Linked DNA regions of Mus musculus: regions 2 and 3 are each linked to region 1. Evidence: chromatin contacts called from public HiChIP or PLAC-seq and Micro-C data. All regions are on one chromosome and are shown on one strand. Each heading gives the region's core, a stretch centred on a gene start, on an enhancer-like site or on the middle of the called end of the contact. The rest is flanking DNA. Distances are from core to core; before and after follow the strand shown. Region 1 holds the start of Adam10 (a disintegrin and metallopeptidase domain 10). Region 2 overlaps Lipc (lipase, hepatic). Region 3 overlaps Lipc (lipase, hepatic).

Evidence for each region. Hi-C and Micro-C count contacts between places; a contact is called where the count stands out from the background. HiChIP or PLAC-seq counts read pairs in DNA pulled down with a chosen protein or histone mark.
Region 2: a contact with region 1 is called in a Micro-C map of embryonic stem cells, with 1.8 times the contacts expected there. The contact joins the enhancer-like site here to the promoter of Adam10 in region 1. A contact is called at or near these places in 11 of 39 promoter capture datasets (the C10 cell line, the HPC-7 cell line, embryonic stem cells and 5 more), 1 of 15 datasets of contacts at CTCF or cohesin (large pre-B cells), 3 of 484 Hi-C or Micro-C datasets (bone marrow-derived macrophages, embryonic stem cells and pre-B cells), 18 of 115 datasets of contacts at active chromatin or transcription factors (the 230-238 cell line, the HPC-7 cell line, acute myeloid leukemia and 8 more) and 3 of 9 other capture datasets (adipose tissue, embryonic stem cells and macrophages).
Region 3: a contact with region 1 is called in an H3K4me3 HiChIP or PLAC-seq map of the 230-238 cell line, with 23 read pairs. The contact joins the enhancer-like site here to the promoter of Adam10 in region 1. A contact is called at or near these places in 6 of 39 promoter capture datasets (the C10 cell line, the HPC-7 cell line, embryonic stem cells and 2 more), 1 of 15 datasets of contacts at CTCF or cohesin (large pre-B cells), 3 of 484 Hi-C or Micro-C datasets (bone marrow-derived macrophages, epidermal suprabasal cells and erythroblasts), 21 of 115 datasets of contacts at active chromatin or transcription factors (the 230-238 cell line, the HPC-7 cell line, bone marrow-derived macrophages and 11 more) and 3 of 9 other capture datasets (embryonic stem cells, liver and macrophages).

Annotation. Positions count from the first base shown.
Region 1 is chr9:70,677,280-70,681,206 of GRCm38.p6, reverse strand. Adam10 (a disintegrin and metallopeptidase domain 10) reads right to left here and starts at 2,225. Exons shown (of 16, transcript NM_007399.4): 1 at 1,948-2,225. The coding sequence starts at 2,002.
Region 2 is chr9:70,815,827-70,819,569 of GRCm38.p6, reverse strand. It overlaps Lipc (lipase, hepatic), which reads left to right. Exons shown (of 9, transcript NM_008280.2): 4 at 604-721; 5 at 2,807-3,040. Among named protein-coding and RNA genes, the nearest start is that of Gm32017, 96 kb to the left of the region's middle. Within about 2 kb of position 1,984, at least 50 of the 459 cell types and tissues checked have an H3K27ac peak or open chromatin away from gene starts, as enhancers often do. A contact at or near this core is called in embryonic stem cells, extraembryonic endoderm stem cells, hippocampal neurons and 1 more, where this site is marked.
Region 3 is chr9:70,892,533-70,896,188 of GRCm38.p6, reverse strand. All of the region lies in intron 1 of Lipc (lipase, hepatic), which reads left to right. Among named protein-coding and RNA genes, the nearest start is that of Gm32017, 20 kb to the left of the region's middle. Within about 2 kb of position 1,813, at least 29 of the 459 cell types and tissues checked have an H3K27ac peak or open chromatin away from gene starts, as enhancers often do. A contact at or near this core is called in the 230-238 cell line, the HPC-7 cell line and pro-B cells, where this site is marked.

The DNA of each region.
Region 1 (3,927 bases), core at 976-3,475:
TTCCAATGCACTACAGCCAATATCTACTAAGTTTGAATGCACACTAGCCTACAAAACATCACAAAAATATATAAACTTAGCTATATGCGATTCAGTTCAGATAAAAAAAAAAAACCCAGCATATAGTATAATGAGTTACAAATAAACATAGGAGGAGTTTTGGGCCTTAAACAGAGATGTTGAATCCAAAGCCTTGCATGGCCTTGCTAGGCAATTGCCACTGGGCTACATTCCACAGCCCCAAATTATAAATATACCTACATACTCAAGTATTACAAATTTGACATAATACTTAAGTGAAAACTTTTATTTTTTTTTTAAGTTTTTAGCAGAAGCACAACAAAACCTGGCCTTTGAATCATTACTTAGTGCAGAAAGAAACTCCAAAGATCTGAATAAAACTCTTCACCCACAATGCTTATGCTGTTAATTTACTTTTTTCCCCAAACAACAGGCCACATTGGTTTTAGTTTTCCTTAATAAAAGGCATTTTGTATCACTACTTATCAAAGTGTATCACATTTAACTTAGATTTTATTACCTCATAGAGAACAGTGTCTAATTCCTGACCATAATCACAAAAAGTGAAAACAGCCAGCCAGGACTATAAGCCGTGTTACAGAAATACAAATGTTAAATAAAGAGGCTCTTTACAAACGGTCTGCAATCTGGTTCTTAAAAAAAACAAAAAACAAAAACAAAACAAAAATAAGCATCTATTAGTGGCTGTCATCTAAAATGTGTACTTAATAAATGAATAGTACACACAACAACAGAAACTGAGTACACAAAACCAACTTCAGAGTAAGCAGAATGCCAGACAAAAATAGGCTGGGTCCTGCAGTTTAAGTCAATGAGACAAAGGGATGAACACAGACAATACACTACAGAAAACACTAGGATATTTTCTAAAGTATCAAATTAGGCTGCTGACAACCATCCGAAGCACCCCTGGAAGTTCTGGGGGTTGTTTCCAATTCAATGCTTTTAAGCTAACCTCTCTCCAGACACTTGGGCGGCAAATTAGCTTACCTATGGTAAAGCACTTTCTCATAGGAACAAAATAATCATGCAACCTGTCCTAGGAAAGCCTGGGAATGAAATACCGCTGTCTCAAACCCGAAGCATCAGGAAACTTGAAGCAACAGTGAACTCCAATTTGCAGGGGGAGGGAGCACAGCCCTGACAATCCTCTGACTAAGCAGTACGTCTGCTCCACCTGAGAGTTTAAGAAAACTCTGCAAGTTGGTTCGCCCAGGAAGGGTCGGTCTTGCTTCTCTGTGGACTCAACTCAAAAAGACAGATGGATCGAAGAGCATCCTAAAACGGCTTGCCCTTCTCCTCAGTCAACTAAAGTCTTGCCCCGGGGAGACAGAAGACAGACAGACAGAACGACAGACACACACACACACACAACCTCCGGCGCGCTGGCTACAAACACTCCGAAAAGAGCACGAGGCGGAGGGAAGGCACTCGGGTGGGACACGCACACCGGCGTCCGACACCCGGCCCGGGTCCGCTCGCTCGCTTGCAGAACAATGCTCCCGCCGCGCTGCCAACCTCGCAAGTTGCTGCGAGTCTGCGCGGTCCCGGGGCTCGGACCCCGGCAGGGCTGAGGTGGCTGCGGAGTGCGCGAGGGCGGCTGGCCTGGGCTCCGCCGCTCCCGGGGAAAGCGGCGCGAGAAGCCGGGCAGGCAGGGCCGCCGGGCCGTGGGGGCGGGGAAGGCCTGGCCCGGGGCTCCGCAGCCTGCTCGGGCCGCCGCCGGCGGGAGCGCGGTCGGGGCGCGCGAGGGACAATAGCGCGCGGGGAGCGTCGCTCGGGGTCGGCTGAGGCGAGCTGAGAGAGCTGACAGAAGCCGAGGAGACCTGACACGCGCGGCCCGGCTCCGCGACGCTGCGCTCGGCCCGACCGACCGCCGCTCCGTCGCCGCCCGGGGTCGTGTCTCACCTCCCAGCCCCGCCGCCCAGGAGAGGAGCAGAATTAACACTGTCGGCAACACCATCTTCCCCGGCCGCCGCCTCCTCACGGGTTAACCGCGGTGCATCGATCCTGAGGGAGCCGCGACCGGCGCTGGGTCCCGACGAGCCTCCCCGGCAGTGGCACCCGGCGAAGCGCCTCCCTCTCGCTCCACTTCAGGGGCCCAGCCGCGCGCCCTGCTCCGCCAAAACAGGGCCCTCCCTCCCCCTCGGCCTCTTCCTTCCTCCCTTCCCCGCTTCCCTGCCCTCGCTCTTCGCCTGGTCTCAGCCCCTTCCCTGAGCCGCGGCCCTCCGCCTCCTTTCTCGCCACGTGACGCGACGGCACCCAATACACTCGCGAGGCCGCACCCCTGCCTCCCGCCCCGCCCTGCTCCCCCAAGCGCCCCGGGATAATGCGCATGCGTGCCGAGGCGAGCGCCCGGGCCGCTAGGCCCCGCCGCTGCTTCCTGTCCGCTGGCGGAGAGCAGGGATTGGCCTGGGAGGGCGGGGCCGCTGGAGACTCCGCCCACCGCCCCGGGCGGGAGCGCTCTTTTCCCTGTGAAAGTGCTACCTGGTTCTTCCAGCTGTTAAGGACTGTCTCTTGGAATCACACCCTACCCCGAAGCTGTCAAGAAGGGCTTTCGGCTTCTTCGCCTCCAAAAAACTAGAGGTTTTCCTTGCTTCTCTATCTGTTTCTTTTGAAGCTCTGCAGCTGCCAAGTAAACAAAAGCAGTCCCAGCAAACCATGATTTTAGCCGCGATACACAGCTCTGATGGGAACATAAAAGGAAAGATCCAACAGGAAGAAAAAAATACCCAAAGGGGTATCTTCCCGAACCATTAGCAAATGTATGTCACCTACTAGGCCTTAGCCATAATAATAAATAAATAAATAAATAAGCCGGTGGTCCTTAGTCTCCAGCTCAGAAAATGCTCGCTTGTTAGTCTGTTTCCCTCATACCTCCTTCATGCCAACTTCTACAAAACCGGTATTTGACTTCTCATTTACTCGCTTTGATTCTTTATACTCGTATTCAAGAACTACAACTTTAGGAGTAATGGGAGGAGGGATTTGTAAGGGTGGGACTGGGAGGAGAGGAGCGGGGCTGCTCTTCGGATGTAACGCGAATGAATAAATGAAAAAAAAAAAGAACTACAACGTCTTCATCATACTTAACTCTGCTTCGGTTGACTCAAAGAATATGAGTTTATATTATTGATAATAAGAATAAATTGCAAACCTTTTACTTCCGCCCTATATATTTTCTACAACCTACATTGTTAATGTAGATAATGTGGTTTTTAAAGAAAACAGAAATAAAGATGAGAATACTTTTCCCACCCCCATCTCCCATCTCTCATCTAATTATCCCAGGTTATTCTTTGAGTGGTTATGAGGCCAAGGGTAAACATGAACTTCTGATTCCTCCCATCTTCCATGCACCGTCACACCTTACTTAAGGAATATACTTATTTTAATTGTTTTGAAAAATGAATTGTTGTTTTGCTTCACATTACTAAACTCAATACTGCAGTCAGAACTTCCCACATCATCATGATTGTCCTGTCCATTCGTTTCTACTGAAGCATATAAAATCAATACAGAGTAACTGAATGCTGTTATTTCTTTTTCCTTTTGTAAAGTGTCTATTCTGAGTAACCTGCAGACATGTTGCTTATCACATGCGCTGTTTCTGCCTTATGTACTCACAGGCAGTAGAAGTTTTGACTTTTTGAGTTATTAATCCATCTCTGTGACAAGTTTGATATTAGGTAGTATTGTTTATAATCAATTCTAATAATCATAAGCAAAGATCATTTTCTTTTTTAATTCAAAGAAATCGCAGGAGTTTACATCTAAAATGCTGTTTCTTTTCTTTAAAAATATGAATGAATAATGAATGGTATTTTCATGTTACAAGTTTGGACTATTGCTTTGCTTAAAGTCTTAATTCCATTACTGGCATTTTCA
Region 2 (3,743 bases), core at 735-3,234, 140 kb before region 1:
CGCACACACAAACATATCATAATATTTTTTAAACATTGGGAAAAGAAAAATTGAGATTTTCCTTGAGATATTTAAACTTTAAATGCATTTATCCAGCATGAGCCTTGCAAATGACAATGTCCTCTCACAGTGTCATACAGAACAAATGTATATACGTTCTTGAAGCCTGTGGGCCCCAGTTTGGATGCCCCAGTGTAGCCTGGGACAACTATACTTCACTCAGTAGAGCTTGGAGAATTCAAGATTTTAGATACATCTCTCCTAAGGAATCCAAACGCACTTGGAAGCCATCAATCCCACACAAGTGTGGCATCCCACCTGTAATGACAGCCTTGAAAGACAAAGACATTCTGCAGGGCATCAATGACCAGGCAAAACCAGGCAGGCAGGAGGCAGTAATCACCAGGACATCTCCAAGAACAGCCACCCCCACCCCACCCCATCACCCAAGATGACAGCCAGTGAGGTGACAAGCCAGTTTCCCATAATCGAACACCTGATCTGTGGGCAGTGCCAAGCATGGATGGGTGCCCCGTGGAAGCAGGCCCTATGGAAGGCTCTCGTCCTCATCCCTCCACTCCACCCGCTTGCCTCGTCTTGCAGGAATCTGCGAAGTTTTCTCGGAGCAAAGTTCACCTAATTGGGTACAGCCTGGGAGCGCACGTCTCAGGGTTCGCAGGCAGCTCCATGGACGGGAAGAACAAGATTGGAAGAATCACAGGTATGACTGATGGATAACCCTACACAAGCTCCAGGGCTGCGGGAAGCAGGGAGCACGCACCTGCTCACTATGCTTGTGGTCCTGATCGCTGAGGGGTAACACTGAGCACTCCCTAACACGCCTTCTGTCAGCAATTGCTGCTATCCCATGAGAGCGCAGAACAAAGGACAGCTCTGCGCTCTGACCCTTCTCCTAGCTGTTCCACATGGTTCCAAGAGAAGATTCTAATTACACTTTTTAATAAGAAACTTTTTTCTGTTTTTGTTGTTTTTATTTATGTTCTTGTTTTTGAGACTTCATCTCCTGTAGCCCAGGCTAGCCTTCAGTTCTATCTCTAGCTTGACACTCCTAACTCCAGTGTGCATAAATGCCTCACCAAGAAGGCATTGCTAGAGAGGTCAGAATCCCACAAAGTGGGGATATTGCTTGCTGAGCAAACTTGGGGACCAGAATTTGTTAGGATCCCCAGATGCTAACAATGTGCATCAAGGTCAAGGGGTACGGTATCCCACCTGTAATTCCTGTAAGCTCTGGGCTTTTTGGGAGACCCTCACTGAATACAGTCAAAGAACAATCAAGGATGATTCCAGACATCAATCTCCAGGTGTCATGTGCACACACACACACACACACACACACACACACACACGTAAACAAGCACACACACAGCAGTACCTACACACATGTAATCATGCTCACCACACACACACACACACAAAGCACACACAAGGGTGCCCATACACATGTAAACATGCACACACACACAGCAGTACCTGCACACATATAATCATGCTCACCACACACACACACACTTACACAAGGGTGCCTACACACATGTAAACATTCACAGACACATACATTTCACCTTTCATGATTACAAACATGTAATGATGCTCACCACACACACACACACACACATACACAAAGCACACACAAGGGTGCCCATACACATGTAAACATGCACACACACAGCAGTACCCACACACATGTAATCATGCTCACCACACACACACAAGGGTGCCCACACACATGTAAACATGCACATACACACACAGTAGTACCTACACACATATAATCATGCTCACTACACACACAGACACACACAGCAGTACCTACACACATATAATCATGCTCACTACACACACACACACACACACACAATGGAAAAACAAAACAAAGGATCTCACAAAGTGAGCCATTATCAGGCCTCGCCCTGGCCCTCCCCATTCCAGCTGGCATTGTTACATCCCAGCAGAGTAATCAGGCCACCCACACAGGAGACAGCAGGAGGCTCCTTACTCTGGAGTCATCTTGCTGCTGTTAGCCTAAAGAATAGTGGATCTCACCACTGGCTGCAGGTGGGCTGGACAGCAGGTGACCTCACTGCTGCTCACTGACAGTTCCTTCCTTGCCTACAGCAAAGATGGTAGCCCTGGACTGAGGCCTGCCACCAAAGGTCCCTTCAGACAAGTCATGAGGAGAGCCCAGGGTGCATACATAAAACCCTCCCCCAAGCAGTCAGCCAGAATCCGGCTTGTTCCTGGGAGCATGTCTGTCACTTGGAGGCTGAGCTTGCAAAGGCCCTACACGGCCACATTTCCACCCCTTCCTAAGGTTTTGTTCTGGACGTTCTATAGGATGACATGAGCGTAGGAAGCCAGCTTGTTCGAGACTACTGACAACACACAGGCAAACAAATTCTTACTTCACCCAAGTCAGAACTGCACAGAACGAGCGCCGTGGGCTGCTGCTTTTTATGCAAACAGATGCTGTGGAAACTACCAGGGGAGGCACTTAAAATTGATTTGCTTAAATAAATCAAGCATTCACTCATAACCTCACTGTTCGTTCTGATCCTCTCTGCAAAGCTCTTTCCCCTTAGAACAATGCCTGACCTGGGTAACTTTCAGAGCCATGAATTACCATGGCTTTACACCAAAGGGCGGTTGCAGGAAGAAGTTCTAGAGAAGCTCCAAGCACCTTCTTCCTTCTAGCTCAGAAAGGTGAAAGGATCAAAGAGCTCAGAGGAGAGCCTTCTGCCCTCCCCCCACCACTAACTTAACCCGGCTTGCATTTCCCTCTCAGGGCTGGACCCTGCGGGCCCTATGTTTGAGGGAACGTCCCCCAACGAGCGCCTTTCTCCTGATGATGCCAATTTTGTGGACGCCATTCATACCTTTACCAGGGAGCACATGGGCTTGAGTGTGGGCATCAAGCAGCCCATTGCCCACTATGACTTCTACCCCAATGGGGGCTCCTTCCAGCCTGGCTGCCACTTCCTGGAACTCTACAAACACATTGCAGAGCATGGCTTAAACGGTAAGAAGGGAAAATCACAGCCCGGAGCCTCAGCCTATTCCTCACACTCTCCTGGGGCCTCCAGGAGATCCTCATACAGCTCATATGCGTGCTCACACAGCAAGGCTAGAGGCCCAGATGCGGGCTGTCAAAGGCCTTTTGGAGAGCTGATGGTTCCCAGACAGCTGCTCCCCCATGGCAGTTCAGAGGGTCTCAGAGGGCGGGGGGGGGGTGGGGGGAGCACCGAGTGACCCAGGAAGCTCTTCCAGGGGCACTAGCCCTTGTGAGAGCTGTCCTAGCTCTATCTGTTGTTCTCTCCTTTCTAGAACTTTCCACCTTTAGGGGCTTTCACTCTTCAGAGCCACAGGAGGGTATATGTAATATACCTTAGCATTTCATGTGTGCGTGCTTGCACATGCGTGTGTGTGTGTGTGTGTGTGTGTGTGTGTGTGTGTGTGTGTATCTGTGTCTATGTGTGTGTCTGTGTGTCTATGTGAGTACATGTATGTTTAGATGGCATATGTGTGGAGATAAATACTGAAACCAAGAGACAGCCTCCATCTTGTTTTTGTTTTGGGTTTGTTTGGGTTTTTGTTTTGTTTTGTTTTGTTTTCTTTTGAAACATGGTGTCTCAATGAATTAGTTCTCACTACTCTGGCGATGTCAGTGTCTGGCCCAAGAATCTACCTGCTTCTGCCTCCCCAGTATGTGGATACAAGCATAC
Region 3 (3,656 bases), core at 564-3,063, 220 kb before region 1:
TGTTGTGTTCTTATTCAAATATCCACTTACCCTGGGGGAGGGGGGAATCAGGTATCTAAAAAAAGCATGGCCTACAGAGGAGATCAGAACTAAGAGCTAAAGTAGACTTCCATGGCTAACAGTTCCACTGACCCCAGACCAAACAGTTACAGAGAACCAAAAGGGACATGTTTCTCAGGAGCTTCCTGGCTTGAGGGGCAAAGCTGTTGTTCATAGGCCTCATGGGTTTGCAAGCCCACCTGAGTTGCTCTTGAATTCACAATGTCTGGTTTGACCATATTGGCTCCCAAATGGTAATGTGATGGTTAATCTTGTCAACTTGGCCTGATTTAGACCTATAATGGAAGTACATCTTCTGGCATGACTGCAAGGGAGATTGTTTCCCTGGGCTAGAATCCTTGACTGAATAAAAAGGGAAAGGTGAGCTGGGTGCCACCATTCTTCATTCTCTGATTCCTGGTGACGTGTACAGTGTAAGCTGCTGCTTCAAGTTTCTGCCACTGTGACGTCCCCACAATGATATCCAGTACCCTCGAATGATGAATCAGAGTTAACCCTTTCTTCTTGAGGTTGTTTTTCTCAAGTATTCTGTCACAACAAGAAGTAATGTAACTGATACAGAGGCCTCCCCTCCGCCCCTCGCATGGGCCTTGTTGCTTCAAAGCTAGTGAGTCAGCTGCCGAGCTTGTGATCTGGTGCCCGGCTCTCAGAGAGGCAGCATCCCTGGGCTCTAGGCAGGCTGGTACAGGGCCCCTTGGTCTGCCTAGGGGTTGTTTGCTCCTTTCTCCTCCTAATTAACGCCCACATTGTATCAGAGTGGCCCATTCTCAGACAGAGCAACTGAGTCATCGGTGTGTTGTGTTTTCTTCTGAAACCTACCATTCTGCCCAGACCTGAATAATTGGGGTTAGCTCCCCGTAGCACAGGGATTTTGTTCCCCGCAGCACAGGGATTTTGTTCCCCAAGCATGCCTTTATGTTGAATACCACCCATGTCTGGCCAGTCTCAGTGTTCACAGGTTTTCCCAATGAGACTCAGAGCTGTACAAGTATATGGGGTGCTTGCCTGGGTGATTATGCACACCAATCAATATCTGGACCTAAAAGCAGCCCAGACTGACAACTTCAGACCTACAGGAACAGCAGCCAATCCCCTGAGCTCTGCTAGACTGCATACCATTTTTCTCATTATGGCTTGTGTGCCTTGGATAGCAGCCTTGGACACAGGAATTTCCTTTAATGAAATCATACGTTTCTGAGCTCAGGTTTCTTTCCTTCCTTTTCCTTTCTTCATTTTCTTTTTCTTTTATTGCATTTTATTTATTACTTGTGGCATGTATGTGTGTACTCGTGTGGATGCATGTGTGTGTGTGTGTGTGTGTGTGTGTGTGTGTGTCTGTGTGTGTGTGTGTCCGTCATGCTACAGTGTACATGTAGTCAGGGTCTTTTAGGAGTCAATTCTCTCCTTCCACCACATGGGTTCCAGGGCTTGGATACAGGTTATCAGGCTTAACCACAAGCACCTTTACCTGCTAAACCATCTCATGGGCCCCTGACCTCTGGTTTCTAAGAATATGAAACAAAACCAGTAAGATCCACTTCCTTGGAGTGTTGAACAGATCAGCTGAACAGATCAGCTGTAATAACATGTGTGAGATGTAACATCTGTGCTGAGAGACCAGTGCAGACATCAGTGATTGTCCCACTCAGTCCTGAGGGAAAGGTGACACAGTCAACATCACCCTGATATAGAGGAAGCCACCAGCTTCCTGCTTTCTGCATTGCCCATGCATGAGTAGCTACAACAGAGCCTAGAGCGGAACCCAGGTTCCTTGTCACCTCCTACACTCTCACCTCTCTTCTCAGCATCAGGCCTGTGTTCTCCACCATAGAGACTTTCAAAGTGTGGCCCCAACATGGTCAGCAGCAACACCTGGAACTTGTTAGACTTGTCACTTTGGGGTCTCACTCTGACCTAAGAGATCAGAAAGTTCAGGGGATACAGCCAGCAAGTCCTTTGTGAGTTTTACAGCAAGTCCTTGTGAGTCTTGGATACACTCTGAAGCTAGAAGCACCACCAAAGTAATTGACCTCCAACCTAAATGTGATGCCCTTTCCCAAGAAGCTGAGTCTGGAGACCTCAAAATGGTCTCCAGCATTAATTAACTTCTCTAGCCTTGGGGCCAGACACAGAGGATTTCTGGTCAATAAATCATCCAGGTTCCATTTAACTGTGACTGTGGTTCCCTCTGCACTGGATCATTGAAATAACACAAAAGCCTAGCCTAGCCCATCAATGTTCAGTTCTAAAGATGGCCCAAGTTGATAGACCCAGACCTACAGGGCCACCAATCAAACTCCAGGGAGCCCTGCTAAGTTGGTCACCTTTTTACCTCTTTAAGGTTTATGTGCTTTTCAAGCCAGTTCTAGTAAGCTGGCTTCTCCAGCTGTGATCCTTGAACTCTCTAGGCAAGCCTTCACCTCATGCCCACTTGTTTCCACAGCCGCAGATGTTCACACAGATGTGTTTACCCAGTGCAGTTCAATTTTCCTGCCCAAGGTTATCATGCTTGCTCTAGACTGCCATGAGGAGGTAGGGTAAACATCAACGTGACTCAAAAGTGTTCCTGTTTTTCTTAGGGACGGGGGTGAGGGGTGGGGGGGTGGTGAGGCTTAATGAACACATTAGAGTAATGGAGTCCCGTGCTCGCTGCCATGGCCCACCAAAGTACCAATTATTCACAGAGTGCTGATTGAAAAAGAATGAATGTTGTCCGTTCTTCTTTCTGGGCAGAGGAGGATTTATCTTTGAGCCTAAGGTCATGGTTTTTCAGTGACAGGGTCTCACGAGTTAATAATTCAGGTTGTCCTTCAACTCAGGTTTCTCCCACCTCTGCCCTCAACCTGCTGGGATTACAAGCATGTACCAATGTATCCAGCCTTCCAAACCATTTAAACTAAAGATCATGTTGATTTCCAGAAAATGGCACCCCTACTGGCCCAGGGAGACAGACTGGGCTGTTGGGGCTGCCTCATTTGCCATTCACCAAGGAGATGGACAGAGAAGGCAATGGGGGGCTTCCAGAACTGTTCCTAGAGTCCTTGTCCACTTAAAGCCCAGAGTAAAGACCTTTGAAAGACTCCGTGGAGGAGGTGGCCTTGCCCTCTAGGAAAAGTGGGACCAGTAGATTCTGATCAGTGAGAAGGGGGGTCCTGGGGGGGAGCAGGAACGGGAGGAGGAGGAGCAAGCTCTCCCCAAAAACTCTTTCCAAAACAGAGAGGTCGAGAACATGGACGCCTGGCTGAGCCAAGACTCCCCAGCAAACGTCAAGCTTCCTGGCTTGCTACTACAGTGCTTTTGAGCAGTTTGAACCCTAAAGATAAGGCCCCACTCAGCACACACCCCAGCCTTTAGTCCTTTACTGAAGACATCTAACTTAGAGGTGAGATGTACAACAGCCATACATTGAAAATATAAATAGATCCTTACGATGACTTAAATTCTAAAAATCAGGACAGTTGAGTGCCAGACACAGGGTTCTGTTATTTGTTTGTTCCATTTAATGCATTTACCTTTTAGCTTATTAATGTATTTCCTGTCCTTGTTACAACAGTCCTATGAGGTTTACAATGAAAGAAACGGAGGTTTAAAGCCTT